Regions from separate parts of the Capsicum annuum genome. Here region 2 is linked to region 1. A link is a contact called in public Hi-C data. All regions are on one chromosome and are shown on one strand. The core of a region is the stretch at or near the end of the contact, and the rest is flanking DNA. Distances in the headings are between cores, read along the strand shown. Region 1 holds the start of LOC107853330 (acetolactate synthase 2, chloroplastic). Region 2 overlaps LOC107853331 (probable inactive ATP-dependent zinc metalloprotease FTSHI 4, chloroplastic).

Evidence for each region. Hi-C and Micro-C count contacts between places; a contact is called where the count stands out from the background.
Region 2: a contact with region 1 is called in a Hi-C map of leaf, with 2.4 times the contacts expected there. The contact joins the enhancer-like site here to the promoter of LOC107853330 in region 1. A contact is called at or near these places in 2 of 5 Hi-C or Micro-C datasets (leaf and placenta).

Annotation. Positions count from the first base shown.
Region 1 is chr4:169,521,258-169,528,488 of UCD10Xv1.1, forward strand. LOC107853330 (acetolactate synthase 2, chloroplastic) reads right to left here and starts at 3,216. Exons shown (of 1, transcript NM_001324699.1): 1 at 1,255-3,216. The coding sequence starts at 3,216. The coding sequence ends at 1,255. It also overlaps the pseudogene LOC107853328.
Region 2 is chr4:169,628,414-169,635,644 of UCD10Xv1.1, forward strand. LOC107853331 (probable inactive ATP-dependent zinc metalloprotease FTSHI 4, chloroplastic) reads left to right here. Exons shown (of 17, transcript XM_016698334.2): 12 at 211-374; 13 at 452-557; 14 at 708-784; 15 at 2,036-2,179; 16 at 2,261-2,424; 17 at 3,671-4,204. The coding sequence ends at 2,404. Among protein-coding and RNA genes, the nearest start is that of LOC107853338, 11 kb to the right of the region's middle. Within about 2 kb of position 4,433, at least 2 of the 5 cell types and tissues checked have an H3K27ac peak or open chromatin away from gene starts, as enhancers often do. A contact at or near this core is called in leaf, where this site is marked.

The DNA.
Region 1 (7,231 bases), core at 1,966-4,465:
AAATTCCATTAAAGCAGGTGAACTGTATATTCCTTTAGCCTAACAGCAACAAGAATAGCTTTCTCTTTTTCCCCTCCTTTTCCCGTTTGGGTGAAAATTCGACTTAAAAGGATTAATTATGTACTATACCTTTTTGTTCCCTTCCATGGTTCCACTGTTCAGAGTACTATACCTTTTCGTTCCCCTCCATGGTTCCACTGTTCAAAGTATCATATCATTAACTCATGGAGCACAATCGACGCAGTTGGATTCCATTTAATACTTCGATCAATTCACATATATAATTGCTAAAAGTTCAGATTTAAAAATATTTTATAGAGTTCTTCCGATGACATGAACAACGATCTAGAAATGAGATATGGAGGACTTAGAAGTAGGATGTTGAAGTGTAGCAGAGATACTAAGGAGAGATTGACTCAACTCTAGGGAGATCAAGTTAGTTACTCTAAGGGATTAGGTTTTATTAATAGCTCATATTTCTCATGCTAATTAACTTTAACCTTGTGACTAAGATGGACGCACTTTAATCTTGTGACTAAGACGGATGCACTTTAATCTTGTGCCTTATCTAAATGCACTTTAAATTTGTCAATACTTATGAACCTATGACATTGCTTATTGATTAAACAAACAAAAAGATGACGAGTTTCGATTTCTTCTGCCAGGAAGAACAAGAATATTGATCATCATTAAATAGAAGAATGAACATCATTCTACATGTGTGGAGATAACAATAAAAATAATAGATTCAGAAGAGGAAATGCCTTCCATAAAAAGGAACTTTAGCTTTTGTTGCATTCTGTTTCAACTGATCAAAAGCGCTCTGAAGGATCTGCACAGACTAGAGCCAGCTCCCAATCCCTTTTCTGGTGATGGTAGGCATATTTTGTACACGCAGTTTTTCCAGACCCTGTATTAAATTACAAACGACACAAGGATAGCATCTTGTAATTGAAGAGGAAAAGCTTTTGGTGTGCATTATAATAATTGCAATAAATAATGCTTACTGCTGAGATAGTTAATGCAGCTCACATATTAACTTGTGACAGAAGATACACCTAAAGTAGAAAATTAAATTAACACACCTTGCAAACCAACAAACATAAATATTATCTAGAGGATAGTACAACAGTGACAATAAGTAACACCACGCCAAGGACTAATAACAAACTAGATTGAAAGAAAACTTTTGGCTTAATAGAAGTTTATTTTAGATAATACAATGCCTAGAACTAGCTCCGAAGCTTCTCAAAGTCAGTGGGAACATCTCCCATCACCCTCTGTAATCACATCTTTGAAAGCACCACCACTGGGAATCATAGGTAAAACGTGCTCCTGATGCGGTACAATCACATCCAACAAGTATGGTCCAGGAGTGTCCAACATCTTCTGAATGGCAGCTCTAACATCATCCCTGTGTGTCACTCTTGCAGCAGGTACGCCACAAGCCTCTGCAAATTTCAACATATTAGGAAAGATTTCTTCCTCATTTGCAGGATTACCCAGGTAAGTGTGTGCTCTGTTAGCCTTGTAGAACCGATCCTCCCATTGAACCACCATTCCCAAGTGTTGATTATTCAGCAACATAATCTTAACTGGGAGGTTCTCCACCTTAATTGTTGCTAACTCCTGCACATTCATGATAAAACTCCCATCACCATCAATGTCAACCACAATCTCCCCGGGTCTTCCAACAGCCGCACCTATAGCAGCGGGCAAACCAAATCCCATTGCTCCTAATCCACCAGATGTCAACCATTGGCGTGGCTTTTTGAACTTATAGTACTGGGCAGCCCACATCTGGTGTTGCCCCACACCAGTACTAACAATGGCATTTCCGTCGGTTAACTCATCTAGAACCTGAATAGCATATTGTGGAGGGATGGCATCACCAAAAGTCTTATAATTCAATGGGTACTTCACTTTCTGCTCGTTTAACTCCTGCCTCCAAGCAGAAAAGTCCAACTTCTTCAGCTTAGCTTCTTTACCCTCCAATATGGAATTCAAACCCTGTAATGCCAACTTGATATCTGCACAAATTGAAACATGAGGCTGCTTGTTCTTTCCAATCTCAGCTGAATCAATGTCAATGTGGACAATTTTCGCACGGCTAGCAAAAGCTTCCAATTTACCAGTAACCCTATCATCAAACCTCACCCCAAACGCAAGCAGCAAATCACTACTATCGACAGCATAATTAGCATAGACAGTGCCATGCATACCCAACATCTGAAGAGAAAGGTCATCCCCAGTTGGAAAAGCTCCAAGACCCATCAAAGTAGTCGCAACGGGAATACCAGTAAGCTCCACAAATCGTCTCAACTCCTCACTCGACTGCGAACACCCACCTCCCACATACAAAACAGGCTTCTTTGACTCAGAAATAAGCCTAACAATTTGTTCCAAAAGCATCTCATTAGGCAATTTAGGCAACCTAGACATGTAACCAGGCAACCTCATTGGCTGATCCCAATTAGGTATCACCAATTGCTGCTGAATATCCTTAGGAACATCAATCAAAACTGGACCAGGCCTCCCCGATTTTGCTAGGAAAAATGCCTCACGAACAACCCTGGGAATATCCTCTACATCCATAACAAGATAATTATGCTTCGTTATAGACCTAGTTACCTCGACAATCGGAGTCTCCTGAAACGCATCCGTACCAATCATCCTCCTCGGCACCTGACCCGTAATAGCCACTATCGGAATACTATCCAACAACGCATCCGCAAGCCCGCTAACGAGATTCGTAGCTCCCGGCCCTGATGTCGCAATGCACACACCAGGGAACCCGGTGGCGCGCGCGTAACCCTCGGCAGCGAATACGCCACCTTGCTCATGACGTGGCAGGACATTCCGGATTATATTCGAACGAGTCAATGCCTGATGAATCTCCACTGAAGCACCGCCAGGGTATGCAAAGACGTCGGTAACCCCTTCTCTTTCGAGTGCTTCCACGAGAACGTCGCAGCCTTTTCGGGGCTCGTCAGGGGCAAAACGGGTAATAAATGTTTCGGGTGGTTGAGAAAGGGAAACGTTATGATTAGTGGAAATGACATTGTTGACCGTGAAACGACGGCGGTGGATAAGGAGAAGGGGCCGGGTAAAAGGGAAGGTGGATCTAGGGAGAAGAGTGGGGGATTTGGCGGAGGAGGAAGGGGAATGAGATAGGGTTTTGGTGAAAGGAGGAGGAGGGGGCGCTGCAGCCGCCATAATTGAGAGGAGCTGTACGAAAGACAAAAATGAAAGAGGGGTAATGAAGATGGAGAAATGAGTAGTTTTATAAGTTGATTGACAAGTAGTGAGCGCCACGAAATTGAATGGGAGGGGGCCTACTTGACTAAAATGAAGCGTTAATTGCCAAATTGTAAAATGCAAATGGAGACTACTTCCTTTGTCCTGTTTGACAGTTTGAGTTTGGCGTGGTATTTTTAGAAAAAAATAGTAGGTACTTTAAAAATTTATGGTATAAATATTTTTCGAAAAATTTTAAAAGCAGTAACTTTGTAATCTTAATTATAATTTTTATAGTATCAATTTTATAATTATGAAAAATATTAAATTATATTCTATAATAAGTAAAATATTACTATATAAATACATATGTAAATTGAATAGTAATTACTATTTTAACTCTCGTTAGTTAGAGTTATATAAGGGAAGTAACCGTCTTAATTTATGTTACGTTTAATTATAAAGATTTCTTTTCCTAATATGACTATTATATTTCTTTTTTATATCCTTTTTCATTTTTTTCTTTTTTTTTTTCTAATTTTTCGTTTTCTTATTGTTTTCATTTCTCATATTTTTCTTCTTCTTTTCCTATTTTCATTTTTTTTTATAATTTTTTTTCACTTTATTTTGACTCTTCTATTTCTCTTCTTTTTTATCCTTTTTCTTTTTTTTCTTATTTTTTTTCTTTCATATATTTTTCTTTTTCTTTTCCTGTTTTTGTTTTCTTCTTTTTTTTTCTATTTTTATTTTTTTATTTCTTTTATTTTTGGTTTTATTTTTACACTTATATTTCTATCTTTTATTTCTTTTTTTTTATTTTTTTTTCGGTTTTCACTTCTTTTTTTTGAATTTTTTTTTGTTTTTATTTTTTTTACTTTTCTATCTTTTACTTTTATTTTTAAAAGACACGTAACTATATCACATATACATATTTAAAAAAAATATACAAAATACATAAATATACAGATTTGCGTATGTATTTACAGTATAAAATATACATATATATGTGCATATGTATTTACAGAAATACATATTTGACTCATATGTATGTATTAACATATAGAACACAAAATCGCTATAACAAAAAGTGACATAATACACGTGCCTAATTGCGCTAAAAGTATACATTTCTTCTTTATGATGTAGACATCAAAAATATTATTATAATGAAAAATATGCATCATCCATAAATACATATGCATTAATCATAAATACATATGTGTTATTCATAAACAGATAGACATAAGTGGAAAAATACATATGCATTTCTGAAAAAATATATATGCATTAGTCATAAAATACATATACACACTGAAAAAGTACATATATATTATTCATAAATACATATGCATCTATAAAAACCTAAGCATAACTAAAAATATATTTTCAAATCAATAAATATAACATGCAACCCCATAAAAACGTATGAATAATTAGAAAATACATATGTATTATTCAAATATACATATGCATGTCTGGAAAAATACATATGCATTAGTAATAAATACATATACGATATGGTAAAATACATATTTATTATTCATGAATATATATGCATAACTGAAAAATATCTATGCATTACTCATAAATATATATATGAACACCTGAAAAAATACATATTCTTTCTTTTCGTTTGACTTCCTCTTTTTCACATATTTTTGTACTTTTGGGGATTTTGAAGACGAAAGTTTTCTCAATATTTTTCATTTCGTGATTTTTTCAATATTTTTCGGTTCGTCACAATGTTTCAATCTCACCTTTTCTATATCGAATTCTCTGTTCAACTGAATAGGAGTAGAAATCAACTTAACACAAAACTCCACAATCTTTCAATCAAAAAAAAAAATCATAAAAGCTCATCAAATAATGCAGGAAAAATTACAATAGACCTCCATCAAATAACATATCTCCTCCATTATAGCAGACCTCCACATTCTTTCAACAAAAAATATCACCTACCTCCAAAAAAAATGAAGAATACGGATGAAGAAAAAAATAAAAGAATATAAATAAACATCAACTTACCTTATTTGATGGATCACAAATTATTTATTTTTTTAAAAGGAAAGAAATTGAAAAAAAAAAGTGGAGTGAAAATAGGTAAAGGTAAAAAAGTGGGTGAAACCCACACGTTTTTCAGTATAATGGTTAAAATATTGTTACTTTTGCTATAATTTGTAACTTTGAGAAAATATGTTATTTATTGTAATTAAGGTCTTAAGTATGCTAGTTTTCATAATTTTTCTAATATTTTATTAGTATAGGTATCCACGCGATGTACGAAATAAAAAAAAATTAATTAATTAGCTTATTCACTTTGAAATAAAAAATAAATTAATTTTTAATGTATCACATTAATATATTTTATATTGATTATGCAATATTAAAAACAATTATTACTACTAAAATTACAACTAATACTTAATAACTAATGACAAATATAATTATTTTAGATGTTTTGATATGGAAATAAAAATATCAATGTTCTTTAAAATTATATTCCATTGATGAATTTTTAAAATTAATAAAATATGATTTATTAAATAATTATTAATTTTACGATTGAGCTTTAACCTTTATATTTTAAATCAACTAAGACATATAAATTTATTTCTTACCTTCCATTTAAAATTTTGGTTTTTTGTCGATTAATTCAACAACAAACTATAGTTTTTTTCTGAAGAGTTTTGTCTTTCTATTTCAGTTCAAATACTAAAAGTATTTAATTGTGTCAATTAAAACTTTTAATTTCAAATTATAAATTTTCAATTTCAATTCAAGAGCTAAACGAATACAATTATTAGTTTCTTTTAGATTTTCAGATTTTGTTCTATTGTTCATAATTTTTTCATTATTTGATTTTATCATTTATGTCTTTACTATTTTATTTATACTTATTATTAGAATTAGAATAAGAAAACTTCTCACTCACACTTTCTTGTTTTTCTATTTTCTCATTTTATTTTCTCTTACTTGCTTCACATTTCTTCTTTTTTTTCTTGCAATAATTCTCTCTCACTTTCCAACTCTCATTTTTTTGTGCTTATAGCCACTCACTCACTTCATTTCAAATATTCTTTTCTTTTTGCCCTCTTGAATTGTCACTATTCACTCCCGTACTCTTTTCTTTCTTTTCTTTCTCATTCATTTCATTAGAAGTGCAATAGTCTCAAAGAATCCTCTTTGAATTATTAGGATGACTCTTCAAATCAAGTTTCAACTTGGCATCTTTAGAAACTTCAAAGAATATAGTTGAATTGTTGGAATGACTTTGCATATCAGATTTCAAGTTAGTAGTCTTCACTTTTACTTTCTTGACTCTCTCATTTGTTATTAAAGATTTCGTAATGACCATGGGAGTTAATACATGCTTTCGTTCCATAAGATCTACAACAATAATTTTTTTCAAATTTCTATCAAATCAAAATTTATTATGCTTGAATCAAGGAGATCCTAAACACACTAAACAAGTAGACAAAGGGTAGACATCACACCAATTTTTTTCTTGATAGCTCCCATGATAAATAATGATCTTCACCTCCTTGTCAACCATCCTTCCACCAATTTATATGGTGAACTTTTTGTAAGACAAGGTATTCCCAACCACTCAACCAAAGAAGGATCAATGAAGTTGGTATAACTCAATTTATCTACCCCTAAGATGCAATCAAATGTGCAATCGCTCTCAGATTCCTCCATAATGATGTCAAATTTAATCATACTTTCATTAGGCTCATGTTCTCTTATTCTCATAAAAGCACTTCTATAATAATCAGGAAAAACTTCACAATAATTCTTACTAGAAGTAGAATTATAAGATGAAATTCTCCTTTCTTCATTGACATCTAGACCTCTATTGTAACTCCTTGGACCTACATTAGACATAATTAGGATAAGAAAAGTGGTTAGTAAAATAATGGATCTCACAAGTCACTCCATCATGTGTATAACTCAAATAATAACACTCAATTTTTTCCCTCTCGTGTATATATTC
Region 2 (7,231 bases), core at 3,183-5,682, 110 kb after region 1:
GCTTTATTTGCTTTGAGAGAGTATGCACTGTTAGATGATGTAGATTCAATACAATGATATGAACATGATGCCAAGACAAACCCATGGAAATACCCCTTATATGTGACAATATCGACCTGCCTAAAGGGCCACTCTTTTTGTATCTTTGTTTTTTTCTATTTTTCTTGGTTTGATTCCTTCATGTGGGATACTGATAGATTGAATCTATAGCCAGAGTAATTGAGGAAGAAATGTTTGGAGTTGACAATCTATGTTGGATCTCTGCAAAAGCAACTTTAGAAGCTTCCAGGCTTGCAGAATTTTTGATACTGCAGACAGGGTTGACTGCCTTGGGAAAGGCTTATTACAGATACCAGAGAGATCTCTTACCAAATGTCAGTATATATTAGATCTTATAAACGTTAAATATATTAAACGACTAATTTTTAATTCAAGTTATTGTGTTTTGCAGCTAGCTGCTAAAATTGAAGCACTTAGAGATGAGTACATGCGATTTGCTGTGGAGAAATGTTTATCGATTTTAAGGGAGAACCACGAAGCTGTAGAGACAATTACAGGTAAAGTTATTTAACCTTGATTGTCTAGTCACTTAAGTATTGTCTTCCCTGAACTGCCGCCGAGTTCATGAGTAAGGCTTGTAAAATTGTGCGGCTGGTATTGGCTAATTACTGTTGATTGTCTTATGCTTGCGTGTGCCTGTTGATCAGATGTGTTGCTTGAGAAAGGAGAGATCAAAGCGGATGAAATTTGGAGCATTTACAAAAGCTCGCCTAAAAGTCCTCAGGTGATTTCTTACTTCTCTATCCAGTGTTTTTAATGACACGATTAAGGAAGATTAATGCAGTTTTGTTCTTCTTTTTTTCCCTCCCGAAGAAAAAGGAAAAAGTCAAGGATGAGCCACTTATGTCATTAGTAAATTTTGGAGGAGTACATTTTGGTGGTCTTTGGAGTAGACTTGGCATATAGACAAACTGCGCTTGTATCCAAACACTTGGAAAACGTGTTGCATATTTAGAGATCTTGAATACCTGTTCACTCAGAAAAGCTGTTCTGTTTTCTGGCCGAGGCATTTAGGCAACGACTTCTTGCCTTCTTTTCGGTGAAGAAAGTAGGATTTTCGGTTCTTGCCTTTTCTCTGCTGTCTAGATTGACTAGTCTGATTTAACCACTTCACTGGAGCGGTTTTTGAAATAAAGCTGGTAATTCTGTTGATCAAAGTATAGAACTTTGGGGCTGAATTCCCTTTCTTGAGGGAATGCCTTTGCTCGTTCGCAGCCTTGATGTCTGCGTCTAGACGTTGTCCTTCTCTATATGCTGCTTAGTCTTATAGGAGGGATCAACATTCAGGTAAGTCACGTTACCTGGGTGTGCGACTGGACTTGTATCCAGGCTCTTGGGTTACATGGTGCATCGTTTAAGAGAACTAGCACACCTGTTCAATTTTGGAAAATGCAGTGTGGCATGGGACAATATGACCTGCCTTATTATGATTACTTACAGCTGTTTTTGTTTTGATTCACCATTCTGCTGCTGTCAGCATCCTATATATATTTGTCCATGTAACTAGATCAATTACCGCAACCTCCTTCCCTTTTTTTGGGTTAGTTTATTTATATGCTTATTTCCTCGCAGCAGATTTAGATTGCAATCGATGTCGGGTGAGGATTAGCGCAGTGACAGGAATGGAAAGAGGAGACTCAAAGGGGGAAGACGGGGAGGGAGAGGGAGATGTGGAGATTAAGGGAAAGTAGGGAGATTAGAAAGTTGAAGTCCTCTAGGGTGGTGGTCGTTAGGGGGAGTAATGAAGATGCTCCTCCCCCCCTTAATTCCCATTACATAAATCCTATTGCTGCACATATGCGGAAAGTTAATTTTCCGGAGTACAAACTAGATTATTCAGGGGGGAAATGGTCAATGAACAAGCTACTATCATCGCATGCAGTGGGTTACAGCTCGTTCTTACATGAGTACTCTTTTACTTGCATGTTGTTAGCATAATAGCATTTATAGTATTAAAGTTTCTTACATTTCTCAGCCTACTGTGAGTCCGATCGATGAATATGGATCCCTTATATATGCTGGACGGTGGGGAGTCCATGGAGTTTCACTTCCAGGGAGGGTGACATTTGCACCTGGAAATGTTGGATTTGCAACTTTTGGTGCACCACGACCCATGGAGGTAAGCATGATGGATGCCTTTTTTTATTGATCTTTATGATGAATACTCTATGTATTGATGTCATTTCATGTTTTTATGCAGACCCAGATAATTAGTGATGAAACATGGAAGCTGATTGATGGCATATGGGATAAAAGGGTTGAGGAAATGAAAGCAGATGCATCACTAGAAATTGAAGAAAAGGAGGAGAAGCCAAAACTTCTGATGGCCAGTCATTTCCTATAGCATCCAAATATCCGATACAGGTGTTGCACTAGTCTCTGAACGGTATATATTGTGCAGCTGTGGCTTTATAGTTTATATTGGCTGCTTCAATTCCATGGGGATGTGACATCATTTCCTGATTGCCTGATTTTGAAGGGCAGACCGGGTTAGCTGGTAAAGCTTGCATTGTGCTGGGCCCCAATTTATTGGAAAATAAATGAGCATTATTGGACCGAAAGGGGGTGGGGTGGTTAGGTGTAGATCCTGACTGGTTCACTGAAAGCAAAGATCAAAATGAAGCACGTGGACTGTTGCCTTATCATAAGCTAAAAGTGGACTTTTAAACTTCCTTACATTTCTTAAACTTGACTTTAGGATATGAAGTGCATGCTTACTGTAGATTTTTTCTTGACAAAAGCTAAGGGGCATGCCTGCTGTTAAACCTGTAATTGCCTAGAATATTGTAGAGAGGACTCCGCCTATGGACATTGAAATTGTATACAATTCCCAGAATTGAGCTAACATTTACAAAACTAAGCTTTTCCCCTCTTCTATTTTGCTTTGTTTCCCAAAAACTGTCAGTTTCTTTCCCTTCCAGGTAAGGTATGTGGCCGAAATTGACACAATGAGTTCTTAGATTTATTATCTTATTCCTCGTGTCCAAAATCCTCCAACTAGAAATTTTTAAATGTGTGAAACAAGAATTACTTTAAAAAGATGAGCCACAGAAAAGCAACCCAAAAAAAAAAGAGAAACAAAAAACGTCTTTTACTAATGACCCAATGAACTTAGGTATCTATATAAAGATGGTAAACGAAAACTTTGGCCTTACTGAGTTGTAAGCATGTGACTATTCCTCAACCTTCATCTTAGCTGGAATAACTTGCCATTAATGGTGTAGTGACTGGAGATGCAATACGGAAACACACATCATTATTAATTTATTATAGCACAATCAAATTTGTTTGGGAAATATTTTACATCTGCCTCTGTCCAAAAGTGGTTATGATACTTTCCTTTTGAGATGCCCAACAGTGTTCCCTTTCCTTGGGTGAAATTTTAGTACATTTTGAAATACCCCAAAATGTTTTGGCATATAGATTTTTCCTCGTATCATTCTGCTGCATAGAAAGTCATAATATGACTTTAACATATTTTTCAACAAATAACTAAATATTTATGCTTCTCTTATTAATTATTGAAAGTCAAAAGTGCGGCAGGTGAATTGGATGGAGGAGGTATTAATCAACGTTCTTTGTTCTGATTGATATAATTGGTTGTAGGCAGGCTGCTGGACTCTTCAATCATTGTTTGTTCTAGATACAAGCCGCCAAGCACTCACGTGTCACAAAGAAGTGTCTTGACATCTGTAGCATATTCAGTTTTTTTGAGAAGAGCTAGTCTCTCGGCTCCGGCTACGCTATGCGTATATTCATGTGAGGGTTGGATGATGATAAATTGTTTCAACGAGGCTAATTTAAAAGCTAGTCGCGTATGGAGTGCTTTGGAGAAACACCGAGCTGAAAACTAACATCCCCAGTAGCACAAGGAACAGGAGCTCAAGAGGGGTGAAGAACGTATTCTATATAATGGTTTGTAGTCCAATCCGTCAATCAACTCACCTGGGTTCCCAAACAGGTTGTGAATGTGCCTTTTAGTTAAATTTTGTAAATTATTCCTACACCAGCTCCAACCCCTTTCCCTGTCCACTAAAGTCCTGTCGAGAATTTTGTAATGTCTGGAGATTCAACTTCCTCTGCTTCAGAATATTGTTGCAGGGATTATAATGATGATACTGTCGTCATAATAAAATTTTGGTAAGTCGCGGTGTCAGTTTTACTATATTCTGAACTCAAATTCGTTGCGATCTGCCTCTCTCTCATCAGCTACCACGATTAAATTCGATACTTACTATTGTTATCTGGCTCACCCTGTGAGAACTGAGAAAGGAAAAACACAAAAAAGGTGCAACTTCATCAGCATCACTAATTAATCTGAAGACTCGACGCCAAGAACTTTTGGACATGGTTAACGTTGCTCAATATTAGGTCTTTAAAGGATTGCCTTGAATTATTTCCCCTTGCTCCAGCTCTCTCCAGTTTTTTTCACTTTCCATCCATTCCTCTATTGTGGCCCGTCCCTTTCCTAGACCCCGTGCATTGTATGCACCAGACTGCCCTTTATCCATTCCTCTCTTGGCATTCTTCCACATAAATTAAAGGTATTCGGAGTAAATAAGTGACTCTAATAACTAAAATGCTACAGATATTTCATTTTGTGAAAAATAGTGGCCCTTAATAATAAAGGAAGCTTGTAGGGCAAATTAATTAAGGGTGACAAAAAAGTTTCAAAACTAAAAGAGAGTGACATAAGTTTTAAATATTGAGTAGAGGTGATAATTTTAAGATTAGTGTTAATAATATTAATTTTAAAACCCTCAAGTTTTATTATTTACACAAAGATTCCTACACCATCACCACCACTCCTCCTCTTGCACCCTTTTTGTTGCCGTCGCCGCCACCTCCTCTTTCTCCACTATCATTATCACTGCCATTGTCATCTCTTTCAGATTCACCATTATTTTCTTCCTTTACATAACTATCGCCTATTTTTCTTTTTTCTCCTCCACCACCATCGCTATCAACACCACAACAAATGTCATCTTCTTATTTGACGTCACCATCAGCACCACCACCTCCATTTTTACCATAAATATCACCTTTTCGTGGGTTCCTCCTCCAATCAGATTTTTTTTCAGAAATTAAGTATCGAAGTTGCTGCAGCTACAATTGAAGTTGCTGCAGCAATTTCGATAGTTGCTGTAGCAACAACCGAAGTTGCTGCAGCAATTTGGATAGTTGTTGCAACAACTAATAATAGTTGTTGAGGCAACTACGAAGAAACTCTCGTAATTGCTGAATTTGCTGTATTATTTCTTCATTCATTTTTAAAAGAAATCAAAATTTTCTTTTCAAACTTTTTTTTAAAAAAAAAAAAAATAGTCCATGAAAATTAAAAAAGAAAGAAGAACGAAATGAAAGGAGAAAGAAAAAGAAGAAGAGAAGATGAAAGAAAAGGAATACTAGAGAGAGGGAAAAAAATAAGGAAGAAGATGCAGAGAAAGAAATTTAGATAGAGAAAAATAAAAGAAGAAAGATTGAAAGATAAGAAAAAGGGAAAAATTGTAAAATTTGAAATTTGGAGTTGGACTTTTTAAAAAATTTAAAATTTTTTAAAAATTACACTTTACACCCCAATTAACTTAATTACAATTTAAATGAAGCTTTGATCGTAGCTGGTTAAAATTGTCATCATTTTTAATTTAGAGACTTTTTTGTCACCCCCAACTAATTTTCTCAAGCTTGCACCCAACAACAGAGCTAGCTTGGAAAAAAGAATTCGATTGAGTTCCCTTCAGCTGAAAAAATGTAATGTTCAAACATTGCTTTTTTGGTTGTTGACGAACCCTTGACATTAGGAAAAATTCTAGTGAAGTACTAATAGAGTTCCATAATTAGTTTATAATATAGGTTCAAATACTCCGTTAAATTCTCCCATATAAAATACGTCACTTGCACCTCTAGTTTCATAAGTTGCTTTCAAATTTTGACCCCAAATAAAAATATTTTATAAAAATAGCCTTCAGCTATAAAGTGATATATTTTCAAACAAGATTATCTTTGATCAATGGAGTAAATTAACCAACCACCCAGATGAGACTCTCCCTGAAAAACATTTTTTTTCCGACAAAACCCGAAATGATCCACATAATGGAAAACAATTCTATACTTATTCATCATTCATTTTTTTTTCTTTTTTTAATCCTACTTTGATTTTTATGTTTTCTTTTCTTTTTTTATTTTTTATTTTTCTCAAGCCTTACTTTTTTTTTCTTTTCTCCTCTCAACTTTTTTTAAAAGAATTTTACTTTGATATTTTATTTTATTTTTCTTTTTGTTTTTGTTCTTTTTAGCTTTTCTCGACCCTTATTCTTTTTTTCCTTTACTCCTCTCAACGTCTATTTTTATTTTTTTAAAAAAAAAAATTTAATTTTTAATTTTTTCTTTCCTTTTTTACTTTTAAAATTTTTCTCATCCTTTATTTTTATTTTATCTTTATTTTTAAATTTTTCTAAACCTCTATTTTTTTTCATTCTCTCTCACTTCTACATTTTCTTTGATTTTTATTTTTTAAAATATTTTTCTTCATTTTCTTTGTTTTCGCAATTTTTATTATTTATTTTTTTCTTCGATTTCTTCCAATCAAGTTACATACCATGAGCAAAAGTTGACACTATCATATTATAGAGGCAAGATTTATGACTTTCAAACAATAAGTTACGTTTCATGGGCAAGAGTTGACACTACCACATTGTAGAGGCATAACTTATGACTTTCAAACAACAAGTTATGTTTCATGGGCAAGAGTTGACACTACCACATTATGTTTTGATTTATAAGATGTTCTATAACTCTTACCTTAGAGGCAAGACTTAGCTCAAGGATTTTCAAACCACAAATTATGCCCCACGGGCAAGAGTTGACTCTACCACATTATGTTTTCATTTATGAGATGTTCTGCAACTATTTCCTTAGAGGCAAGACTTAGCTCAAGGACTTTTTGTAACACCCCATATTCAAGTACGTGTATTGACGTATTCAAGTACGTGTATTGGTCTTATTTATATGGAATTAATTTTTTTTATTATTATTTATACTGGAATTTGCCCGTCGATGGTTCCATGCGAAGGTTATTGAATAAGCTTTCCAACGATATAAAGATTTCCAAAAACGGATATGTTTCGGATATAATCGAGCACGTTCGAAACTATAAAACGGTTGCTGGAAT